Linked DNA regions of Gossypium arboreum: region 1 is linked to region 2. Evidence: chromatin contacts called from public Hi-C data. All regions are on one chromosome and are shown on one strand. Each heading gives the region's core, a stretch centred on a gene start, on an enhancer-like site or on the middle of the called end of the contact. The rest is flanking DNA. Distances are from core to core; before and after follow the strand shown.

The links. A called contact is a pair of places that touch in the nucleus more often than the background predicts.
Region 1: a contact with region 2 is called in a Hi-C map of leaf, with 2.0 times the contacts expected there. The contact joins the promoter of LOC108489356 here to the promoter of LOC108487072 in region 2.

Annotation. Positions count from the first base shown.
Region 1 is chr9:8,808,332-8,815,126 of ASM2569848v2, reverse strand. LOC108489356 (serine/threonine-protein kinase BLUS1-like) reads right to left here and starts at 3,651. Exons shown (of 22, transcript XM_053018504.1): 1 at 3,285-3,651; 2 at 2,691-2,743; 3 at 2,103-2,504; 4 at 1,719-1,973; 5 at 1,059-1,183; 6 at 897-941; 7 at 707-788; 8 at 534-602; 9 at 279-449; 10 at 124-189. The coding sequence starts at 2,270.
Region 2 is chr9:8,665,304-8,671,830 of ASM2569848v2, reverse strand. LOC108487072 (protein farnesyltransferase subunit beta) reads right to left here and starts at 4,533. Exons shown (of 14, transcript XM_017791299.2): 1 at 4,235-4,533; 2 at 4,076-4,162; 3 at 3,879-3,984; 4 at 2,699-2,734; 5 at 2,403-2,485; 6 at 2,273-2,326; 7 at 1,959-2,010; 8 at 1,705-1,769; 9 at 983-1,039; 10 at 742-814; 11 at 544-630; 12 at 287-467; 13 at 52-179. The coding sequence starts at 4,350.

The DNA.
Region 1 (6,795 bases), core at 2,402-4,901, 140 kb before region 2:
TGGATGCGGCAATGACAACAATTGGTTCACTCAGAATAAAAGGCTGAAAAATACTATTAAGACATAAAGGGAAAAAGCTAGCACTATCAAATTTTGTCAAGAAATGTAAAAAGCTCCATTCACCTGTGATAATTGCTCCTTGTCCTCATAAAGAGCCTTATTCTGTACAAGAAGATCGGCTTCTTTCGTCTGAAACATAAAATACCAGATCAGAATTCTAGATTAGTTCCTCGTCTTAAGCAAAGGTCATCAATTAAACAAAAGGGCAAGTAAGAGACCTTTAGCACCCTAAAACGTTCACCTAATGGAGCAAGGCCGTCAAGAATGGTACGAGCTAGATAATCATAGGAGCGTGCATGTTTAAAGAAATGGTGCTTCAAAAGCTTCTCTGAAGTTGGACGTTTCTTCGGGTCCTTCACCAAGCAAGCAGCTACCAACTCCTTGAAAGACTGGAGAATTAAAAAGCTCTCACAATGTTACTATCAGATACTAACAAATGATACAAATCAGTAAGACAATTGACGAGCACAAACCTTTGAGAACCTCTTGTCTCTTTCATAGTCTAGACCAGGAGGAGCATTTTGCAAGGTCATTAACAAAACCTGCAGCAGAAATGGGATTAAACAACTAAAGTAAGAACTAAAAGAATGACAACAAAATACAAATAATAATCAACTGGTTTAACTATCAAACAACTGATATTTACTTTCATTGGTGGATACTTGGAAAATGGGGCGTGGCCATGAGCAAGTTCAAGAGCTGTAATTCCGAAAGACCAGATGTCCGCTCTGTAAACAGAAAAGAAGAGGAAACAGAATGATTTAAAAGGTATAACAAAGGAAAAGAATAAAGGAAATGCAATGAAAAAGTATAGATTAGTGAGGCAATCAACTCACTTAAAGTCATAACCATGCAATTGCTGCATAACTTCTGGAGCCATCCTGATATAAAAACAAGAAGACACATGTGGTCATCATTAGCTCTCAAAAATTGAATTTCCATAGTAAAATACATGATTACAATCTCTGACAGTCAAAAGGCCAAGGAAAAACAAATACCAGCAAGGAGTTCCAACAAAAGTATTTCTAGAACGCTGTCTGTCTCCAGTATCAAACATGCATGCTGATACTCCAAAGTCTGCCAACTTGACCGCACCATTAGAATCAACTAAGATATTACCCGCCTGCAAATATAAGTTATAAATGTATATAAGAATAAAAGAGAAATTTTCTGAACAAGAGTAGGAAGGAACAAGGGCAAAATAACAGGCAGTAAGCTATCAACATATGTAGCACAACTGGCATCCTCCTTGTCAAAGAAACAACAAGAACAAATCATATTGAAGTAATAGACCACCACTAATTTTAAACTCAATGCTACGATATCCAATCTCACCCCTATCATTGTTTTCACTCTCACCAGAGCCAGCCTCAACACCTATCCAAATGGACCCTAAGAGATTCAATAGTATACTGGTATCAGCATAAGGTTTCTCTACGGAATGAAGGAGCAAATTTTCCCCCACTTTCCGTATATTGTCAATTACATGATAAGAACTATAAGTTATTCATATTGATAGTAAGAAAATATAGCTTAAGCTGTATCTTTACTGAAGACAGTCCATAAATAACCAGGTTGGTCTCAGAATATAAACTATTTGCAGAAATAAAGAAGAAAAACATGGCATAAAAGTAAAAGAAGAAAGGGCAATAAGGAACCTTCACATCTCTGTGAATGTGCCCATGAGCATGAAGATAAACAAGAGCTTTAAGAACTTCACGCAACAAAGTAGCAATGACAGGCTCTTCAAAACCTTCAGGAAAAGCAGATTTCATTATATGCAAGCAAGACCCCCCAGCCATATATGGCATCACAACCCAAAGGTTGTGACCGGTAGCAAATGAGCAATGTGCCCGTAATAAATTTGGGTGATCAATCAAGCTCATAGTCTGGACCTCTCTACGAATTCCATCCTGCATCATTCATGATCAAAAATCTTAAAATGATGTGAACTCTTTATGCCATAGAGTTGCAGGGACTTGAAAGAGAAATCATAAGTAAACATGCTTCCCAAGTGATAGATTATGAAATACCGTACTTACCAGATCGTTATTGCACTTCTCCAAATCAAGAACCTTGATAGCAACAATCTCATTAAGTGGAATGCATAAAGCCCTGTACACAGTGGCACTGACACCTTCTCCAACTTCTTCATATAACTTATAATCTTTTGCATTGACTGGAAAACGTTTCTCAAAAGGTTGCTCCATAGCTTCTTTTCACAGCATACCATTACCACCCACCCTCTTTACTCTTATATGTTCCAATTAACAAAAACAAACTTTCAACTAAAGATTGGACTGTCAACCTAATGCGGAGCTTCTTCCAATTTGGTAGCATATTCTCTTCTTTAGCACACAACAGTTTACTAGTTCATGGACTTCATCAAGGTAATAGGCTTATCCAGTCCGCTCCATTGCATGCAGATCCAGTTAAACCCAATCCTAGTTAACAGCACAGAAGACCTTGCACATCAAACCAAGTACTCTTGTCATTGAACTATCAGCAAAGCCTATGAGAAAAGTGGTTTTCCCCAGATAGCAAATAGAAACCTAAAGAATAGCAAATGTTGTATGGCAAGAAACTAATAGATGCACTCGAAAGCTAACCAAAATTCTGTTTAAACTAACCAAAAAAATTAAAAGGATGTACGGAAGGCAGTTGGTAGTAGGGTAGTTTTAACCTGTAAAAACCCCAAGAAGAAATGGAATTAATTCTTCTTTACAAACGGACCCTTTTTCCAAAGCAATTAAAACCAATAAGCAAAAATTACCTTCCTATAGAAATTAAAACAATTAGATGATATAGAAGAAAAATTTCTAATAAAAACCATGGAAACTCAACACCCATCCTTGCAACAATTAATTTTAAGAATCAATTCAAATAACTAGTTCTTGATCAGAAAATTCAGCTTTTGAACAACAGTTCAGATAGCCTAAATTGCGACTGTTAACTATCAAAATAGTATAGCATTCATAAAATCTCTCCAAAGCTTCCACATTACCTCTAAAAAACAACTAATCTAATACTAAAAGCACAACCAAAATTCATCAATTTCAAATAACTAAAAAATTTCATAAAAACATATGAAGAAAAAAAAAAGCAAGATAAACTTATTCACAGATTTGATACAAACCTAGGGTTTCAGCAGATTCAAATCAGAGCTGAACCTGAAAACAGAATATAAAATTTGCATTAAACAAATCGAAACCCAACAGCACCACCTCAAGTCGATTAAAGACTCGATTTCAATTTTCTCAGATATTTTCTTCTTCCTCCTCTTTCCTCTTCTTCTTCTTCTCAAAGACGTCTCTAACGATGACGATTTGGCGATGATAATTATTGGTTGACAAATATTATAAACTTTAATAAAAAATAAAAAAATTATTTTAATTAAAAAAAATCTTCGAGTTACAGGTCCCTGGATCGAATCTTCCAAGTTTCACAGTTTGCAAAGAAAATAAATAAGTAAAAATAATTTCCTTTTTTGAATTTTTTAAGCTCTTTTTGTTTTTTTTCGCAGACTAAAAATACAGATAAAAAATATTATTATTATTATTATGAGAGGAGAAGCTCAAGTTCAAAAATTATGCCAATTTAAGTGGGACCCGACCCGATTTAGATGAGATTTTGGGGGTTCTCGCTCTAATAGGTGAAAATATCGTTGTTGGGGCGGGTTCCGTGATTTTATCGGGCCAAATTATCAGATAAGTGATTGCTATCACCTGTTTTGCCTCCCTTGGTCAACCCTAGTGTCATCCTAAAAAATGGCTTCAATAATTTTCTTGATTTATACATCATTCGCTTATATTAGTGGTAAAAAAATTGAGTCGAGTCGAGTCAAATTGAATTAAATTCAAACAAGTAATAATATAACAACCATTAAATGAGAAAAAAGAATAAACTTTAAACACGAAGATCGAATCTTAAATTTAATGTCAATCAACTTGAGTCCACACAAATTGTATCTTAAAGTAGTGATTTGATTGATCAGATCGATTTAATTTGAAGATTAGTGTTTGGTATACTTATAGTGAAATATATTAGCTCCATAACTAAAGTTAAAACAATACTACAATTTTACATAATTTTATATTGGTGATTAAGAAATCACAATCTATCTCGTTTATTTATTTTTAAATATTAATTAAGAATGTATACAATTTTTCCCCTGCTCACGGAATTAAAAAATTATACCATTAGTATATTAATTAAGAATGGATCAATACCTCTATGGCATTTAGATATGGTACTTCATGACCAATAAATTCTTTATCATTTTCAAATAACGAAATTGATCGTTACTCACATCTAATGATTGTACAACCATCGAGGTGCTCAATAGATGTGCTTTATCCATATAATTTTTTTTTAAAAATATTTTTTGTATATTAGAATTAAGTGACTCAAATCCTTATTTAAGTAAAATACAATGGTAAAATAAAATAAAAGAAGAATCCATATCGAATTACACTTTTTTTTATTTTATTTTAGAATAAGGTCTTTTAAACCTTATTAAATTCTATCTATTTGATATTGATTAGAATAAGGTGTTTCAGTCTTACTAGAATATGGCTTTACAAGCCTATAAATAGACATAGTCTATTCCTCTTGTATTGTATTCGAATTCGACATAGTGAATTTTCTTCTCCTCTGCCCGTGGTTTTTTCCCGAAAAGGTTTCCACGTAAAAATCTGTGTGTTTTTTATTTTTATTTTATTTTATTTTTTTTACAAATTGGTATTAGAGCTTCCGGGTTGTTTATCTCGATCATGGTAATTGCGTTTTTGAAGTATAAAATTCCGTTGTTGGATCGCAACACCAGATTTGCATTGTGGCAAATTAAGATGTAAGCAGTTCTTGCAAGATGGATCTGGAGGATACCCTGCTAGGGATAGATAAAATGCCTTCGACATTAACAGACTAAGATAAGAAGCGTACGGATCGAAAGGCGTTAACACAATTAATCTGCATTTTTCCAACAAAATTTTGCAGGATGTGATGAAAGAGAAGACCGCCGCTGCATTATGGAAGAGGCTAGAACAATTATGTATGTCGAAAACTCTAACAAGCAAGTTGCATATGAAGCAAAGTCTTTATGCTCATCGTTTGGAGGAAGGTGCGTCTTATAACACCCCAATTTTCGGGAATCCTGTGAATGTTGGCATAGGTTTAATTATGTTAGTGGGCCTCTAGAAAGCCCAAACTTAAGATAGAACCCGACAATTTTAGTTAATTTTTGTTCCATAAGAAAAAGGGGGTGAAATTATGAAATAGGACCTATGTGAAAATGTTTGAAAATGCTATAGATTAAATTGAAGTGGCCAAATAAATAGGAGTGCAAAATAGGAGGATTTGCATGACAAACCTCCCATTTTACATGAAGTGGCCAGCCATCATGTTGTTGTAGACAAAATGTACATTTGATATCCATAATTTATAGTACAAATTGATACAAATTGATAATAGGTTAGGTAAATGTTCAATGATAATAGGTTAGGTAAATGTTCCATGATAATGGGTTAGGTAAATGTTTCATGATAATGGGTTAGGTAAATGTTTCATGATAAGAATTCCATGTCTTTTGTATTAAAGAATTAAATGGATGAAATATAAAGTTTTATTAAAAGAAAAAGGGGTGAAAAGAACAAAGTTTTGTCCATCTTTGTTCATCATAGCTGAAAGTTAGGGAAGAGAAAGGAGAGGAGAAAGCTCTTGAGTATTTGGTCATTAGGAGGAGGAAAATTGACGGTAAGTTCTTGGTACCTTGCTTCTATTTTGAGGTTCATGAGTTCTTCTTAATTCTACCTTAACTCTTGAAGTATATTTTGATTTTTAGTTGTGTTGTGAGCATTTGGTCATGAATTAAAATGAAGGAAATGGTTGTTGTTTCATGTTCTTTTGATGAAAAATGGAAGATATATGAAGTTGAGCCAAACAAATGAGCATGCATGTGCCTTAGATGCTAAAGGGAAAAATCGGCTAACATGTTGTGCTTTGAAATGATGAAATGGAGATTATGCTTAAGTAAAAATCATAGATATGTGATGATTGATTGGTGATATACATGTTTAAATAACATGCATGCAAGATAGGTGTATGAAAGAGTGATTTGGTAATAAATCTGCTTGGGACAGCAGCAGATAACGTGACTTTGGAAAATCACCATAAATTGTGGGAGATGAATTAGAAGCTGAATAAATTATGTAATTAAAGCTTATTGAGTCTAGTTTCTAATGAAATAAACAAGAACATATTTTGAATTCTGTACAATGAAAAATTTGATTCGAAATGAAGAGTGGTCAGATTAGTCAAACAGTGAAACATGGGAAACTTTGAGAAAAATCTGGTATTGATTGGCTAAACCAAAAATTTTGAAAATTTTATGGATAGAAGATATATGAGTCTATTTTCAAGGAAAATTAACGGAACTTGATTTGGAGTTTCGTAGCTCCATTTATAAATGATTTAGTGACTGTCGCTCGGAAGACAGCTTGCAGTGAAATTATGATTATGTGGTAAACACCGACAAAAATTTGTTAATGAGTTGCTTATTGTTTTCTTATAAGCTTACAATGATCTGTAGGTGTGGTTGGCGAATATTGTAAGGGGTTAATATGTAGTTTGTAATTGAATAGTTAGATTAACGTGTTAGTAATCCAATTGTAGGCGGTTCGTGTGTGGATCTCGACATATCGTCGTCAGCAAATGTGTGTAACTAACACCCTCTTTCTT
Region 2 (6,527 bases), core at 3,284-5,783:
TTACCAAAGAACAAGGAAGCATATTGAGTCAACCATGTTTGAATACTGAACCTGTGAGCATAAAAGAATGTATTGCTGCAAGGCCAAGCTGTTGAAAAGAGGTTCCACATTTGCATGCCCCTTACTATGATTATGATCAATATCGATAACATTATCTTGAGATGAGGTATTGTGTTGATCTGCAAACAAGAAGACGAAAAGCAAAATTAAAATACAACTCCCATGAATTATAGAGAGAGAAAAAAAAGAAAACAGAACTGAATCAGGGACTGCTAAACCAGCATACCTCCAATCTCGGAATGACTGCCGCCCAGAGATAAATCCCCATTCAAACCTTCTTCTCCAGCTGCATCTGATGAAGTGGTGGTTTGCGGACTTTCTTCACCACTACCTTCTCCATCTCCCAATGGTATTGGTTTTACTTCTTTAGTAGAATTTAATCTTTTTAGTAATGCAAAAATTCCTCCCTGATCACTTTCCTTGGTTTTATTTCATTTCAACTCGATAAAAACATGAATAAGATGATAAAAAATAAAAAATCACCTGCCAGAATGAGTAACAACCGTCAACCAGTTTATTAGTTCTGCCCTGAAATCCACCCTCCACTCCTTGTCGGAAAACAACCCAATCCTATAGAACTCAAAGTACATGTTTATTATTAATATACTCACAAGAGAATGCTATCATAGTTAGTACAAAGAAAGCTAACAAACTTAAAGAAGTGAAATGATATGGTCTTACAGTTAAGCCAGACAAATCCAGACTATCGACCTCATTGATTAAAATCATTGTCGCCAACCCACAAAAGGTGTACCTGATGAACAAATTAACACAACTTTAGGAGACTCATATTGAGTATTGTGAATTCCAAAACGACATATATGGTATTCATGAGGAAGTAAACAATGAATCAAATTTCAAGGATAAGTAATAATTTTATAATTTGAAACACATGCAAAGATGAGAGCAGAGTAGAACATACCCCCCATGAGCTTCAGAACCAGGTTCCCCAGAAATGCCACCTTCGTAAGTCTGGCAACTTCAAAAAGATGCAATAAATGATTTCAGTCACATGGATGACACAATAAGAATCAAGACACAGCTCAAGTAATCATTAAGAATATGCATTCAATCCAAGGCCAACCCATCCCATAATATTATTTTGAAGTATATGTCGAAGATTAAGTCTTGTGATGCCATTGAAGCAGAACGACAACATGTACTAATAGGGACACTAAGAGTCTTCATTTTTCCTTTCGGTATTCAACGCTGCCAAGGATGGACCCTGGTCAATGAAACAAAGTGGCCAACACTACTACTGACAGACGACATGGCTATTGGCTACAGTAAGAGCTTTCCTTGGTTATAACAGTGTATATTCATGCTAACCAAAGCGCATCACTCAGTCCTGAGAAGCATTCAAGTTTACCACAATTCAAAACAACAGAAAGTGAAGACTACAATAAAAACACCTTGATTTCCTGGGAATGAGAAATATGAGTAGAGGTTCCAACCTTGAAGCACCTAAGACGAGGCTTTTTATGCATGCCACATCAAATAAATGCGCTTACTAACAGCAACAAAATGTAGAAAGCAGACATGGAAACCAACTAAACCTAAAATAGATTTACGACGAAAAAGGAGGAAAACAGATTAGCTGCCTTAAATAACTACCTCAAAGCAAAGTAAAAGCTAGATACTGACCTTAAGATGTAATTTCCAACATTTTGAACAAGTTCATCATCCAAAATATTCAGGAGACTTGCAACCTGGTCAACAAAGATGGCTGACTTATCACAAAGAATAACCTTGAAAACAGTGGTACATAATTTAAAAACAAAAACCGATAATATATTTATACATATGCAACCAAAGGAAACATTAGATCTATAATAATTAGTGGAGTTTTCCAAACAAAACAGTGATATTATTAACTTTTCAGCATACTGCATACTTACTGAGATGGCTGTATAACATGCTCGAACATCAATTTCTCCACCATCATGCATTCTGCGAAAGAAATCATTAAAAATGCTTAAAATTACAGTCCAAATACTTGTTTCAAGGACAAAGATACAAACAAGTTGAATTTTCCTCATACCAAGAACATGATGCCACATACTTAAATGTAGATAGATTCAACTACACAAAACATTAACCTCCAGATACAAAGTCATTCTTAGTGAAGCAACTTCAAAGAAAAAATTAAATTTCATGATATCCACTAGAAGGTGGGTTCAAACTTGAAAAAAGACGAAGAAATGTGTCATACCTGAATCCCCCACTGGCATCTTTCATTTGCCGCAAAAACATGTACAGTTTTTCTCTGAAGGAAATTGCAAACTTCTGTTAAATAGCTTCCAATAAAAACTTCAAATTCAATTATTGCATAACCTGACCACCTATTAATTGATGACAATGCTTTTTCACCACCCAGAGTAACAAGTGAATTGACTGCAGCATATGTTGTTGCAAGGTGAGGCATCTGGAAAATTAAATTAAATTCATTTAGTTCTCTCATATATAATTGAAATGCAATATAACTTGAAAGGCGGTAAGAGGATACCCACACAGCAAAATAGAATGTTTCATATAAATAAGAATCATTCGAGAATAGGCCATCTCCACTAATTACTGTTAGCATACAGAAGACAGTAGGTAAGAGTTTAACAATGATCATATCCAAAATTTTACTTGCCTGTCCAGGTCCACCAGCATAACCACCATTAGGACCCTGTCAGCAGTAAGAACAAATATACAAAGAAGTATCAGATAACCATTCAGAAAAAGAAAAGAGCAACATAGTTAGCCAGTGCGCAATGAGCTTGAGCACCATCAGCACCAACTGGAAGCACCAGGTTGATATGTAACCAAGACCCCAGAAAACTCTGAATCTCCAAGTTTAGCAAATCAGAAAAACGAAACATTTTTTTCATGGAAAAACAAGAATGATAGTTCATTCTATACCAACTCTAATCAACTTGCGACTAGCAACAACAATAAGAAGGTTCCCTACCACACTCCTAGATAACTAGTAACTAATAACAGATAACTTGTCCTTGATAACATGTTAGGGAATAAATAAAACGGATAATGGAGAGAAAAATAGGGTGAATTACTCAACCGTGACAAGAAAAAGGCTTATGATGAAAGTTTTTTAAACCTAAATCTCCATCCTTAACAATGGTGGCCAAACCAAGTATCTATATGTCAAAGTCCTAAGTAAACTAAAAGAAATTAAACTCCTAATATATGTTTCAACCAATCATACACTTTAAGAGATACGACTGAATTACAAATATTATCCTAAGTAAATCTCTTATAAAGTCCTAACACAATCTAAACTTACCATAATCTTCACTAAAGATTCCTAACCTTATTTTAATCAAAAACAAAATCCTATTGGAAGCATGTGTGGTTTTATCTCCTCATGCTTGTATCACAAGCTCTAAGCTGGTAAAACATGGAGTAGGGCACACGCACTATGGCATATCAATCAATGTGCATAAGCACAAGACTTCTTTAAGTAATGCATTTCTTCCAACATAAGGCAACCATACAACTAGCCAAGAAAATACTCTGTAGTAATATATCGGAATAGAAAAGCATAATAAATGCAACTTATCCACTTGCAATGCTAGTTTTAATCTTCTAACTGATAATCAGAACATACAAAGCATTTTCCAATTCATTGAGATCAGCAATGCAAATCTTTATGCCGTGTTTAAGACCATATCCTCAGTAACTCAGTAATAACAACCATTCTTCAAACCAAATTATTAATAATAACAGCAAATGCTAACGTGATTATTTCACTTATAATGATGTTCAAGTTGGATCGATATGTATATACACATGCATATCAGAAATTTGGCTACCTGACAACGACTAAGAAAATCAATAGTATTATCTTCCAATTCAGGATCTACAAACTCGTCCAGTAAAGCAATCGAATGAAGTATCCAATAACAAATCCAAGGACGACTGCAGATTAAACAATAAAAATTACAATTTTATTTTGAATTGTAATCAATTGAAGTACTGATTAAAAAAAACAGCTAAAAAAGTGATCTACTTAGCATCTAATACGCAGAAAGAAGGACCGAGCCCTGTTAATCCTTTCGTTAAGTACTCCACATGATTTTCTCGTTGAAGCTCCAACCTGTCAGAAAAAGTCGAATATAAAATCCAAAACAAAAAAAAGTTTCTAAAATTTAGGGCTTTAGGGATTTACATGAAGGATTGAGAACTCGGAGGCAGGTTGTAGAACGTTTTGAATATGTCGAAGACTTGTTGCTCAACCAATATCTGATCCCGCTGAGTTACGGTTAAACTCCTGAACGATTCCATGGTTTCAAAATCGGCACCGGTGATCAGTGGACTGAGACACTGAGTTGACAACTCGCTTTGATTGCAGAGAAAAAAAAAAAGGAGGAAAGAAAAAAGGAAAAAATAAATTGGGGGAGAATTTAACTGTTTGGTAACGGAGATAAGATAATTAGTGACACTTAGTAATGCGAAGTTATTCCATCGAAGTTATTCCATCAGAAGATTACCTTTATCCATCCCATTAGTTCAAATATTTGTGAATATCTAAACATATGTTCTTTGTCCGTTTTATTGTCTGTATTCGGGGTTTGAGATTGTCTCTTAGTAATATTATGTTCAAAGTTCAAACATGTATTCTCTTTAAGGGTATAATGTCTTTATTAATGCATCCAACACTTATCGGTTTTCATATCTACTCATTAAATTGGGATATTAATATTTAAATAACATTTAATTTTAGATATTCTAACTACTACCAATTATAGATTTAAAGTAAATATAGATATTTATTATATAAAATTTTTTTTAGTTTTGAGAATTCAGATTCTAAAATCCATCATTCAAATTTACAATATTTTTGCAAACAATATTGTTATAGCTCCCTCCACGAACAAGGATACATGGTAGGTAGGAAGGCCAACCGATTGATACACTCTACTTACTACCGACTGGAAGGTTGCCAGGAAATCAGATCTTCTGTTTTAAACAACCAGAAGAGCGAAAGGTAATTGTCCAAGAAAGATGACCACCCATCTCTCCAAACACCTGCCCTTCTATTAAAAATGTGATCTCTTTTGTCACCAAACCCCACGTGAGTTCAACTGCTCCATACCACCAAATCAGAGTGAATGACAAGATTTGTTTCATCACAGACATCCTCGTCCCATCGAAGATATCCGCTCTATGCATCTTGCAATGATGGCTTGATGGCAAGTTTAAAATGTTAATACCATCCTGCACGAGACCTTTGCCTATAAATGCCTCAATAGACGATGAAGAAAGGATCGGCTCTCCAAATATACTAGCATACACCCTACCAACTTACTTTCATAGCTTCACTATCAAACCCTCTCCATCTCTACTCTTTATAACCTCTAGCTCTCCACCCGGACTAGGTGAATCGATTTTCATCGTCACCACCACATCCACCTCCTTACTCCTCGCTTGTTGTATCATTATATCAACAAATATATTTGGATTCGGATATCCAAATCCATTATCAGTTTTTCATTTTAAAATTTAATTTAATTTTTTAACTTACTAAATTCAAACATTTAAAGGATTAGTGTTGATACACAGTATCAACGAAGATAGAAAAAGAGGTAAATTTTAGGGTTGGGAGAGGGAAAGGTAGAGGGTCTCAAGCAAATGTGGCAGAAGATTTAGTGTATTAGGGTTAAGAATAGGGAGGAGTTCCTCTACTAAGTGGTATCTTAGAGTATTTATAAGTTAGTTGGGGTTTGTACGGTAATATAAGGTAAAGAGAATTTTGAAAAGAATTGAATATGTGAATTATTGAAAGAAAAAATAGATTTTTATAGTTGTACATCACAATTGAAAAGAGAAAGAAAAGGAGACCATGACTCAACAACTTTGAATAAATCAAATAAATAACTATCTTTAAAGAAACCGGAATTATTATCCAAACAACCTAAAAACATATAATCAAATCCTAACAATTCATTTCTTGAACTAAAAATACTCTAAGTATTTAGTTTTTGTCAGCTTTTGCACAGACACTCAAGAATCTTCTCAGCTTACAAAACTAATCCAACTTAAGAGGTTTGGTCATCACATCTACTAGCTGATCCTGTGTCTAATTTAGCCAACACCCTTTGTAACCATACTGCTTGACATGCACATGATGTTGCAGTAATAAATTTAGCTTCTGTGGTGGACAAACTAACTACTAGATGCTTTTTAGAAGACCATGAAATTGCTCCTAAGCTTAATGAAAACACATAACCAGAGGTACTCTTTCTATCTTCTATATCTCCAACATAGTCGCTATCAGTGTAAGCAATAAGTTCATATTCTCCTCCCTTCTTATAGAAGATTCCAAACTTAGTAGTACCCTTCAAGTATCTCAAAGTTCATTTTACCACCTGCAAATGTAGCTCAATAGGATTTTTCATGTATCTATTAGCAAGACACACCATAAACATCATGTTCGGCTATGTTGTAGTAAGATACATAAG